Linked DNA regions of Mus musculus: region 1 is linked to region 2. Evidence: chromatin contacts called from public HiChIP or PLAC-seq data. All regions are on one chromosome and are shown on one strand. Each heading gives the region's core, a stretch centred on a gene start, on an enhancer-like site or on the middle of the called end of the contact. The rest is flanking DNA. Distances are from core to core; before and after follow the strand shown.

The links. HiChIP or PLAC-seq counts read pairs in DNA pulled down with a chosen protein or histone mark.
Region 1: a contact with region 2 is called in an H3K4me3 HiChIP or PLAC-seq map of bone marrow-derived macrophages, with 5 times the contacts expected there. The contact joins two enhancer-like sites. A contact is called at or near these places in 1 of 15 datasets of contacts at CTCF or cohesin (large pre-B cells), 4 of 484 Hi-C or Micro-C datasets (DN3 thymocytes, large pre-B cells, liver and 1 more) and 6 of 115 datasets of contacts at active chromatin or transcription factors (bone marrow-derived macrophages, embryonic basal ganglia, embryonic hindbrain and 3 more).

What each region holds. Positions count from the first base shown.
Region 1 is chr4:32,277,819-32,283,688 of GRCm38.p6, reverse strand. It overlaps a transcript of Bach2 not described here. Among named protein-coding and RNA genes, the nearest start is that of n-TGccc3, 51 kb to the right of the region's middle. Within about 2 kb of position 3,593, at least 65 of the 459 cell types and tissues checked have an H3K27ac peak or open chromatin away from gene starts, as enhancers often do. A contact at or near this core is called in bone marrow-derived macrophages, where this site is marked.
Region 2 is chr4:32,052,766-32,058,478 of GRCm38.p6, reverse strand. It overlaps the pseudogene Gm11927. Among named protein-coding and RNA genes, the nearest start is that of Map3k7, 92 kb to the right of the region's middle. Within about 2 kb of position 3,163, at least 122 of the 459 cell types and tissues checked have an H3K27ac peak or open chromatin away from gene starts, as enhancers often do. A contact at or near this core is called in bone marrow-derived macrophages, where this site is marked.

The sequences.
Region 1 (5,870 bases), core at 2,344-4,843, 220 kb before region 2:
ACACATGCCCATGTGCAAACACATATCTTCTTATATGCAGACATATATTCACGAATACACATTCACTCATATATACACACATATCTGTGTACATATTTAGTCATATGTATACATACTTTCTTGTTCACACACACGTGTGTGCACACATACATTCCATGTGCACAAGCTCTGGGCTATACCTCACCAAGCTGTGCCACAGATACCAACCACTGTTTTGAACCTTACTGGGCCTGCCAGCTAAGAGTCAGGGAAGAATTCTACCAGACTCTCAAAGATCTATGGCCAATATGTCTTAAATTATGCAAAAACAAACCAAAACAAAAACCAGCAAAAGGATCACTCCCAAACTTCTGTGAAGCCTGTATTACTCTAGTAACAAAACCATGTAGAGACACAACAAAAGAGAAAGAAAGAAAGAAACAAAGATACTAAAGCCAATATCCCTGATGAACACAGACCCAAAAACCCTCAATAAAATACCTGCAAACAGAATATAGATGCACATCAAAAAGATTATCTACCATGACCAGGTTGGCTTTATCCTGAGGAGATACAAGTATTGTTCAACATAATAAGTCAAATAATGTAATAAATGACATATATGGACTTGAAGACAAAAATCACTTGGTTGTCTCAATAGACACAGAAAATGTCATTGATAAAACCCAACATGTCTTCATGATAAAAGTTCCAGTGACAGTAGGACCTAGGACAATATACCTCAATAGAATAAAGGCTGTATATGCCAAACCCATAGCCAGCATAATCCTAAATGGAGAACACCTCAAAGCAATCCCATTGAAACCAGGAATGAGACAGAGCTGGTCCCTATCTCCACCCCTATGAACACTGCCCAAAACACTCGCTGAAGGAATAAGGCAAGGGGGTGGGGGTCGGGGCAAATTCAAGGAATGCAAGGAGAAAGGGAAAATGTCAAATTATCCCCACTTGCAGATGATAACACACACACACACACACACACACACACTTACGTTTTAAAAGTAACTCAAAGTATCCTTTCCCAGATTTAAGGATCGTCCTGCCCTAAAGGCCAATAGCCTCACCCTGACGTTCAGCGGGATGCTTCCTATATACCACCTCTTCTCCGTGCTCCCATGAAGGGGATGCCTCTTTTCTAAGTATTTTCCTTGTCCCACACCTTCCCTCAAGTGGTTCCCACACCCAGAATTTCTCTAAGAGCTCCAACTGTCAAGGTTCTCCCCACTGTTTGAGAGAACTCCTCACTCTATTTTATCCAAGATGCTTTCCTGTGCCCTTAGCATTACTCAGCTTACACCTGTACAGCATTCTGTACCTTTCTTTGGGGTTCCCTCTTATCTTCACTACATATAAGAACACATTTTTCTTAGACCTTAGGCTAGAATACATCGTACAAATACATATAGCTATGAGTGCGACACAGGTATTCATAACTATGATACCCTCTAAGGCTCAGTAGGTATGCACTATTATTCAATAAACACTTTTACACGAATGAATACATGCAAGAACTAACTTTATTTTTCTGTGTATCCCACAGCAATGCCCAGCACTGGTTTGATAACCAAGTAGTAGGTGAACTAAGAAGCCCTATGTGAGTTAGATCTGGCCAGACTGTTCATTTGCCAATTGAGAAAAGCAACCCACAAGGGGCATATCCCACATTCGAGACTTCCGCAAAGCCAGGACCCTCCTGTGCATGAGGACAGTCACACCATGGTGCTCACTCAACTTTCAAAAAGTGTGTTTGTGCTATACTACAGTTCATCTAAAACGCCTAATAAAAAATTACAAACCCTTAGTCATGCATGGTAGCCCAGAGACAGAAGAATCCTAAGTCTGAGGCCAGCCTCGGCTGTGTAGCAAGAGCCTATCTCAAAACAAAACGAAAGTTTTCACAGCATTATAAATGACGGGTTATACCTTTCATTTAATAAAAAGTGTGAAAAGCTCACACATCAACTTTTTTCCTTGAGTCTCTTCTCCTTGCTAGAAACCGATATTGTGAACACAGACAAACCAGCCACACTCCCTGACACTGCTTACAGTGTTATAAGAGAAAACCATTAGAGAAACAAACTCATAGGTGAAAATACACTTGACATTTTTGAGAACAACTTGAAGAGAAAAGAGAAGAGAAAGCGTGTACGGCAGGGTGGCACCCTCTGAGGGTGGGGATCCTGGGAGGGGCGTCTAAAGGAAGTGAAGAATGAGCAAGGCTTAGAAAAATGAAAAGTGAGGTTGGGAGGCTTAAGGGCATTTCAGAAAAAAGAAAGAGAGAGAGAGAGAGACAGACAGACAGACAGGCAACCCTGCCAAGCCCCTGGCCCCTGGTCAGTCACAGGGAGGTTCCGGCTGAGTCGAACAGAGAGCCTGGCTGAAGGTCATGTCACCAAGCCCAAGATGCTCTGAGGAGGAGGCTGGCTTCCCTCCTGGGACAGGTGAGACAACAGAACCTCAGAGTCCGGGCCATGCTTGTCTTTGATTTCTATTCCTCCTTAGGTACAGACTCAAACAGGAGACTTGAAACATTAGGGAAGTTTACATTTGTACATAGAAATAGTTAACTTATATTTTCTGTACAATATTTATATATTTTATAAACATGCATCTTCTTGCTGTTAGAATCCAAATATGGGAACATTTTTAAATTCTCACTACATATATTTGTGTGGGTTGGTGTGTATGTGTGCGCGCACGTGAGTACGGAGGTTCGAGGATAACTTGCGGAACTTGATTCTCTCCATCCATCATCAAACTCAGGCCATAACCTTACCACTGAATCATCACACTCGCCCAAGAATATTTTAATCTCAGAACACAAGGGAGACCTTTCAAAAGATTATGGTCTCTGATTCACAGATAAACTCCATCTTCAGGCTCAGGAAGAAATGAGTAGGCACAGCCAGTTTCCAGAAGTCACAATGGAAAGGGCAAAGCCATCACCATCAGAAGATGAATAACTGCAGGCCATGCAGCTGAGCAAGGGTTTGCCAAGCATCCATCGACGAGTGCTGCTGCCTGGCTCCCCACTCCTGACAGGCACCATGTTGTATGGACCCGTTAAGACGCTGGCAGGCCACAGGCTTCCTGTCTCCTGCACACCCTCCAAGGCCCCACCAGCCCTGTTCCCCGTAGAAGGAAGTGAGTCTCTGCAAAGCCCACATTCTGTGCTTACTTCCTAATGGCAATGTTTAAACAAAAGGAGCTCATTGCAGCATTCCTATTTGTCATAAAACGAAACCTAAGGTTTAGCTAAAAATAAATAGAAATCAAACAAACAACCAAACCAACCCCCCCCCCAAAAAACCCAAAAAACATTTAAGTGATTTCTTTGCCCATGAGCAAAATAATCCCTATCAAAAATTTAACGTTTAAAAAAAATCCACAGAACATGATGGTAATTAATTACAGATGGAAGGTTTTTTAGTCAGAGACAGTTTTCTTCTCTTTTGCCTAGAGTGTTGGCCCTTTCTAGGCAATGTTCAATAAATATTCTTTTAAAAGACCCCAAAAGGGACCGGGCTAGACTGGGCCAGACAGGACTAGACAGCACATGACCAGACTAGTCTGACCATACCCAAACCCAGACTCAGACTAGATCCAGACCCAAACTAACCCAGACCCAGACCAGACCCAGACCAGACCCAGTCTAGACCCAGGCTACAGCCAGACCTATACTAGACACAGGCACAGACCAGACTCAAACCAAACCAGACCCAGCCCCAGACCCAGATCAGACTCAGACTAAACCAGACCCAGACCAGACCCAGAGTAGACTCAGACCCAGACTGGACTGAGATTGGCCAGGCCTGACCAGATTGGATCTCAGTGGAAATACTAGTGTTCCATTAATTCTGGCAAGTACAGATGAAGGCCTGAACCTCTGATCCAAATGGAAGAACAAGATGATTCATGTGTTCCCTAAGGAAGTAAGAATTCTAGTGGCCAGGCCTGACCAGATGAACAGAATAAGGTTTGAATTTAAAGTGAATGCTTTTCAAATTCTTGGCATATTGGCTAGTATTTCCTCTTTTCTTTTACCATCCACACTAAATAGATATTCTTTTTCCTGTTGAAGGAAAGTTGAATTAGAAAAGGCAGAATTTATAATAACTGAGAAACAGTACAAATGCATTTTAACATCACGGGGGTGGGGGTGGGGGATATGGGTAAAGAAATTGCTCAGCGGTTTAAGACTCACTTGTGCCTCTTGAGCAGGACTCAAGTTCAGTTCCCAGCTCCCATGTCAGGTGACTCACAACCACCTTTAACTCCAGCTCCAGGAGATCTGACACCCTCTTCTGGCCTCCTCAGGCACCTTGCAAAAGGCACGTGCGCGTGCGCGCACACACAGAGAGAGATTCATACTTACACATAAATAAAAATAAATCTTAAAAAAAGAGATTGCTGCCTTATGAACCACTTTGTACCACACCTGTAAACCCCACACTCAAAAGGCTGAATCAGGAGAATTGTGAGTTTGAGGCTAGCCTGGTCTACATAGTAAGGCCCTATTTCAAATCAAAACAAAAAATGAGCTTAACTCCTGAAGGCAGACAGTTTTCCATTTACACTACTCCACTTAAAACGGTTTAAAAATAGATTTACTTGTTAAGTGAGAAATAAGTTTTCAAAACCGCATTCACTATGCCATTGTTCTTATTCATTCATTCAAGAAATTGGGGTGGGGGGGGCTGGCGCTGGCTCCTTCCATACATCACCAAGCAGTTTCTGCTCAGCAGAGTCGACATCCCAGTCCACGAAACTGTGCAACTGACTGTGGGAGAAAGTGAGATTTAAAATAATAACAATAACAAACACTTCAGGGCTGTAACATGGAAATCCTACAGATCTGCTACACAACAATTTAAATATAACCACCACTACTGAACTATACACTTCAAAAGAGAATACATATTGTGTTTATTTAACCAGCATTCTAAAAAACCAAAATAAATGGAAAACATAAAAAAGTTTCCAGTACACACTAAGCATTTACCATGTGCTGGCTCTGCTCCAAGCTAATCTTCAGAGCACCTTAGGAGGCTGGCATTACGACCAGAGGGGCAAACAACTCAGTCAGGATCATGGGAACGCACCTGAGATACAGGCATGGTCTGCTTACTGAGCTCCTGGGCTGACAGGACTACATAAAGAGACCCTGTCTCAAAACAAACAAGCAAACAAACAAAACCCGCAAGTTCAGAACAGTAGCAATCACAGAGAGAGGGTCTGACTATAATCACCTCCTCACGTGTTGATGACTTACAGATCAGCCAATGCCCTTTTGATGGCGATCTGTCTTAGAACATAGACACTGAGAAACCACTTGCAATCATGGCCAAAGCCATGGTGTTCTGTTCCTACAAATGGAAAGGGATTGCAGAAGTTGGTTTCTTTTAAAACAGAGAATACAGAAACTCTTACGTATTTTTAGCCCTTTGTACTTTTTTATCCAGCAGTCTGCCTGAGAATAATATAGACACACTTAAAAATAACCATTCAGTTCTATGAAAAATCATGAAATAGCTTTGCACACGCCCAGCACCTGTTTGACACATCTTAATCAATGCAAGTTTGCTAGTCGTATAAAAAGAAAACCTTGCATTTCTGGAATTGGTCCCTCTTAGAACCAAATGTTTCCCGGGATACACAGCTCAGCTCACCTCTCTCTCTAGAATTTAGAAGGAGCACGGGGGCTCAGTCCCAAGCAGCTAACGAAGCTGCAGCTTTTCCCTCCACTGCCTGCTTGTGTGATGTGAGAAACCTCATCAAGCCAAGAAAGAGCCAAGAAGGCAGGTAGGCAACTTGGTTTTATATACTGTGGGTTTCTCTGAAATGGCCTGGGAATGGACATTTGGAAAATG
Region 2 (5,713 bases), core at 1,914-4,413:
GCTAGCCCGCGTTCCACCTCCCACACAGACTCGTTTTCTTTTATTCTTATTTGAAATGGTTCCAGAAAGGCACGAATTCGGAGGTGAGTAGTCTCTTTAGTTTAGCCTGTATTTAGTTCTGCGGTGAGCTTATGGATTTTTTGGGGGGGTTTTGGTTGTTGTGGATTCGCAGACTTTTAGGATTACATGGGGCTAGGCTCTCTGATCGATCCCTCAGGTTTTGCCTGTTTTTCAGGACTGCTGCCAGGGGATTGTGGCCTCCAGCAGGCAGGGGAGCCAGGGAACCCCACATTCTGTGGATGCGCTGGGCTCGCCCTTCCTTGTTCCTATACGGACTCTCCCTGTGTCTGTAGTCATGTGCCCATCAGTCAGTAAACTGCAGCTCGGTGCAGATTGGTCCATTTCCTATTGCTGCTCTAAGGAGTTCTGACTCTATGGCTCTAGGCACAACACAATCTACTCTCTTAGAACCCTAGAAGTTAGAAGTCCAGGACGTGTCATGGACGACATCAGTCTGTAAGAGAGGGTGCACTCCTCCGAGGAGCTCTGGGGAGGACGTTGCTTGCTTCTCTAGCGTCCCACCCGTATGCCCGAGCTTTGGCCTGCTTGTTTCTCTAGCGTCCCACCCGTATGCCTGAGCTTTGGCCTGATTTTGCTTCTGCCCATGCTCCTGCCTCCCTCTGGGATCACTGAGGCCCTTAGACAACCCACAGAGTTTCCCGTTCTCAGGATCCTAACTTAAGCACACTGGCAAAATCTCATTCTTTTTTTAAAGGTTTATTTGTTGCTGTTTGTTTGTTTGTTTGTTTATATGAGTACACTGTAGCTGTCTTCAGACACACCAGAAGACGGCATCGGATCTCATTACAGATGGTGTGAGCCACCATGTAATGGTTGGAAATTGAACTCAGGACCTCTGGAAGAGCAGTCAGTGCTCTTAACCGCTGAGCCATCTCTCCAGTGCCCAAACCTGAATCCTTTAATGATAATACATTTCTCTGTTGGCAGCTGAGCACACACTTAAAATGTGCACGCACATGCGTGCACATACACACATACACTGAGATGTGCACCCCCACCTCCACACACCTTCACATGTGCACACATACACACATCCTTCTACACGCATGCATACACTTACACCGCCCCCAGCCACACCCAATCACACACACTCCAACAATCTGTAGTCTCAGAAAGTCAGTGACCATGAGCTATGATGACCACTAGATGGCAGTCTAGAAGCCACTTTCAAAATTGCTTACCTGTTCAGAGACAAATTGGGAGTGACGTTTTAAATAAGAAAAGGAAAAAGAAAGCTAAAAGTGAAGAAATGAATGGAAAAAAGAAAAAGGACAAGAAAGGAGACTGGAAATGTATCACAGTTGGTACAGTACTTCCCTAGTGTGCTCCAGCCCTGGTTTGATGCCTAGGACCATGTAAACCAGGTTATTGCTGTAATCCCAGCATTAAGGGGGTGGAGGCAAGAGATCGGGAGCTGGGAAGGGAAGGGAAGGGGGAAGGGGAAAGTGGGAAGGGGGAAGGGGAGAGAGGAGGGGGAAGGGGGAAGGGGGAGGGGAGAAGGAAGATCAATCTACTCTTGCCAAAGTTATGCATTTCCAGGGAATAAAATAAGCTTGCAAGTACCCCAGATCAGTATTTAACCAGGAAAGACGGACTCTCAAAGGGAAGGGTTTCCTCTAACCCCTACCCACAGTGCTCTCATCTTGTTCTGACACAGACTGGTAGAAGCAAGTCATGAGCACGCACGTGGGTACCGAACCCAGATGAAGATGTGCAGTTCTGGGCTACATTTCCACGAGTGGGACTAACGTCAGCAGGCTTATGCTATCTGAGCTTCCAAAGGATTCTAGGATCTAAGCAAGCAGGGCTCAACCCAGAGGCACTGAGGAGGAGGGCCACTCCCCTGATGAGAACCAGAGTTGTCAGAACTGAGTGCAGAGATCAGATTTTCCCAGCCCTTTCTCTTTATCTGGAGCACAGTACCCCGTCCACCCCCACCCCAACCCCACCCTGAGCACACACACACCTTCACTTGGGATCAGAGCCCAACCATTACTGAATTCCTTGGTCTTCAGGCTGGCCCCATCTGACCCAGTGTCCCCTGGACTGGAACTTATAGAAGACTCCTGTTTGGTGGACGTGGCTAGGCATACCTGCATTTGGACTTCATCAAAGCATTCTGAACTAGAACTTAGGATCGGTAGGCACAAGGGACAGGATTCTGTCACAGGGTCCTGTGTTTTATATATGTATGCATTGAGACAACAACAGTTTTCACTCAGGCAGACTCGGTTTAAAATTCAAGTGCTTGGAACAAGCGCTAGTTGTTATTGAGTGAATGAGGTAATCTTCATAGAGAGTTCGGCACAGCACTTACTGTTTATGTAGTACGTACTAATACTTATAATACTAATAATTATAACTCTGCTTGGGGCATACGTTCCCAGAGTAGCTTGCTCAATTACCCTCAGAGATGTTCTCCTCTGGAACAAGGTTCTTAGGATCCAGTTGGGGGAAATTTTTGCTCCTAGAGAGAGAGAGAAATGGCTCATTGCTGAAGAATGCTTGCTATTCTTCCGGGGAATCCCATTTTTCCGAGAGATTCTAATTTAGTTCCCAGCACTCGTGCCTTGCTGCTCAAAACCTCCTGTATCTTCAGTTCCAGAAACGCTAGCAACCTCTTTTGCTATCCATGGTCACGCACACACATGTGATGTACATACACACAAAAACATACATTTTAAAAATCGCTTCTAGGAAATTCCCTACTTCTGAATCGGGATTTTCCTTTGAACATCTGGTCCCGACAGGGAAGTGATTTGGATGCTGGTGACCTGGATGGAGCTCGTAGAATGAACCCACTGATCCAGGGTGCCGGAAGTCAAGCTTTTTTCTCAAATCCCTATAGTCAATTTCCCAGAAGGCTCCACGGTGTTATCTCCCCAGCAAAACGATGAAGCCTCTGGAAGGGGCTGGAAGTGCAGTGGAAAGTCCAAGTGGCCCAAAACATCGAATCAGACACCAGAAACCCGAAGTTATGGAAGACAAAAAAGAAACAAAAACAAAGCCAGCCTCATTAGTAGCGCTGGCTGTCGCTACCCTGTCAATAAAGGGCCTTTGAAAGTCTGTGCTTGTACTGCCATCTAGTGGCTAGAGAAGGCATGGCTGGAGCCGGTAAGGTCCCGGGCCGTGCTATGTGAAGGTGGTTCATCTTCCTCTTGAAGAATTTATGGATAGGCATATTGTCGGAAGCTTTTAATGATTATTCTCTAATTTTGCTTCATAGTGTCTGCAAATCACTGACAAATTTGTATGAGAATCATAGAACAGGGGCAGTTTACGCATCCGGCGGTCCAGTTGGGGTCTAGTTGGCAGAGTGTCTTTGGGGAAGGGAAAAAGCCCCGTTTCTCTTGGAGCACGGGAATCCGCAGAAGCAACGGCGTTGCCTCAGTAGCTCCGTGCTGGCCTAGCGTGAAGGAGGCCACTCACTATCTCCAGGTAACATCTTTGTGTCCTCAGCCCTCTGGTCTCTGACTTACTTGTAAATGCATGTCCCTTGCTTCCCTTTTAACTCCTGCTATCACGTTTAAAAATCCCTCATTTGAGTCCTGAGGGCTAGCAGAAAGAATGGAAACAGGCAACCTCAGGAAATAGGAGGTTAGGGGGACCCCCCAGAATATACCAGAGACCTGGGAAGTGAGAGACTCCCAGCACTCAAAGGGAGGGACCTTAGATGAAATGCCTGACAGTAGGGAGAGGAAACTTATAGAGCCCCCCCTCCAGCAGGAAGACAGGACATCAAGTGAAAGATGGGGTTGCCATTCCACAGTCACATCTCTGACCCATAATTGTTCCTGTCTGAAAGAATTACAGGGATGGAAATGGAGAGGAGCCTGAGGAAAAGAAGGTCCAGTGACAGGCCCAAAGTGGGATCCAGCTCAAGGGGAGATCCCAAGGCCTGACACTATTACTGAGGCTGTGGAGCGCTCATAAAAAGGGACCTATCATGACTGCCCTCTGAAAGACCCAGCAAGCAGCTGAAAGAGTCAGATGCAGATATTTGCACCCAACCAATGGGTTGCTGCTGACCCCTGTTGTTGAATTAGGGAAGGCTGAAAGAAGCGTAGGAGAATGGTGATCCTGTAAGAAGACTAGCAGTCTCAATTAATCTGGACCCCTGAGATCTCTCAGATACTGAACCACCAGCCAGGCAGCATACACCTACTAATATGAGGCCCTCAACACACATACAGCAGAGGACTTCCGGGTCTGTGTTCATTCAGAGATGATGCACCTAACCATCAAGAGACTGTAGTTTAGACGTCAGGTGGGGTGGGGGATGGGGACATTCATGTGGAGACATGGGAGTGGGGAGGAGGTGTGGGATATGAAACAGTCGGAGGGGGGATGAAGGGTGAATAAAACATGGACTGTAAAAAAAATGAATTAAAGAAAAAAATCCTTCACTTGATTTCAGGGAAATATTCCTTATCTGCGGAGGCTCTCTGGATTTTAGATGCGGGCTCGTTCTCTTGAATCACTGGCCCTAAGACTATCAAATAGCGCTTTCCATGGGCAGCCTTCTCCTCAGTGGTCACACTCACAATGAGAGTTAGGCTCCAGTGTCACAGAATCTGGGCCCTGTACCAAAGTGATAGGTTCAAAAATCTCCCCCATGTGTTAAATTGCCTTTTAGGGCAATTTAAAACTTTCTTATATTTACTGACTTAAAAAAAAGAAGAAGAAAATTCAAGCCTGAGACAGCTGAATGGCTCACTGGGTAAGCCTGACACCTGAGCTTGATCCCTGGAGGGAGAGAACAAACTCATAAAGTTGTCCTCTGACATGGTCTCTCTCTCTCTCTCTCCCTCTCTCTCACACACACACACACACACACACGCACACACACACACGCACGCACGCACGCACGCGCACATGAGCACAACTGTTAGATTATTTTTACAGAGTCAAATGTAGCACTATCTCATTGTCGTCACGGCGCTACGGAGGCCGAGCTGTGAGGATCCTTAAGGCTTGCTGGCTGGGAGCCGGAGCTGCTGAGTTCCAGGTCTCATTGAGAGACCACCAAGTCTCAAAATGCAAGGTGGAGCTGGGGAGATGGCTCAGTGGATAGAGTTTGTTGCAAAAACATGAAGACCTGCCTGAGCTCAGATCCTCAAAATCTACATAAAAGCTAGACTTCAGAGCTGCCTGGCCTGTCTAGCTGAAATGACAAGGTCCAAGTTCATTTGCGACTTTATCTCTAAATAAATAAATAAATAAATAAATAAATAAAGTGTGGAGCACAGTGCTGGAGGAGGACACCTGACTTTGGCCATTGAGCTCCACACATAGAGGAGAGCGAATCTACTCACAACACACACCCTCACACAAATAAAGATGCAGGCGACCATCTCTGAGGAAAGATGCCTGAGGTGGACCTCTGATCTTTTTTTTTTTTTTTTTTCTGACTGTCCATTGGAGTTTATTTACAGACAACCCTAGGTGTAGCCTTTTCCTCTAGGATCTCTATGCTTTTGAAGTTACTTGGCTTCAGGCTTCTTGTCTCCAGCTTCGAGCTTGAGACTCTCAGGAGGCTGACGATAGGCAAGGAAAACCTCCGAAAGCAGGTCAAACTTGTGGAATTCTTGTGCCAGCTCCATTGGTTCAGTCACTACCCGTTTCACTCATC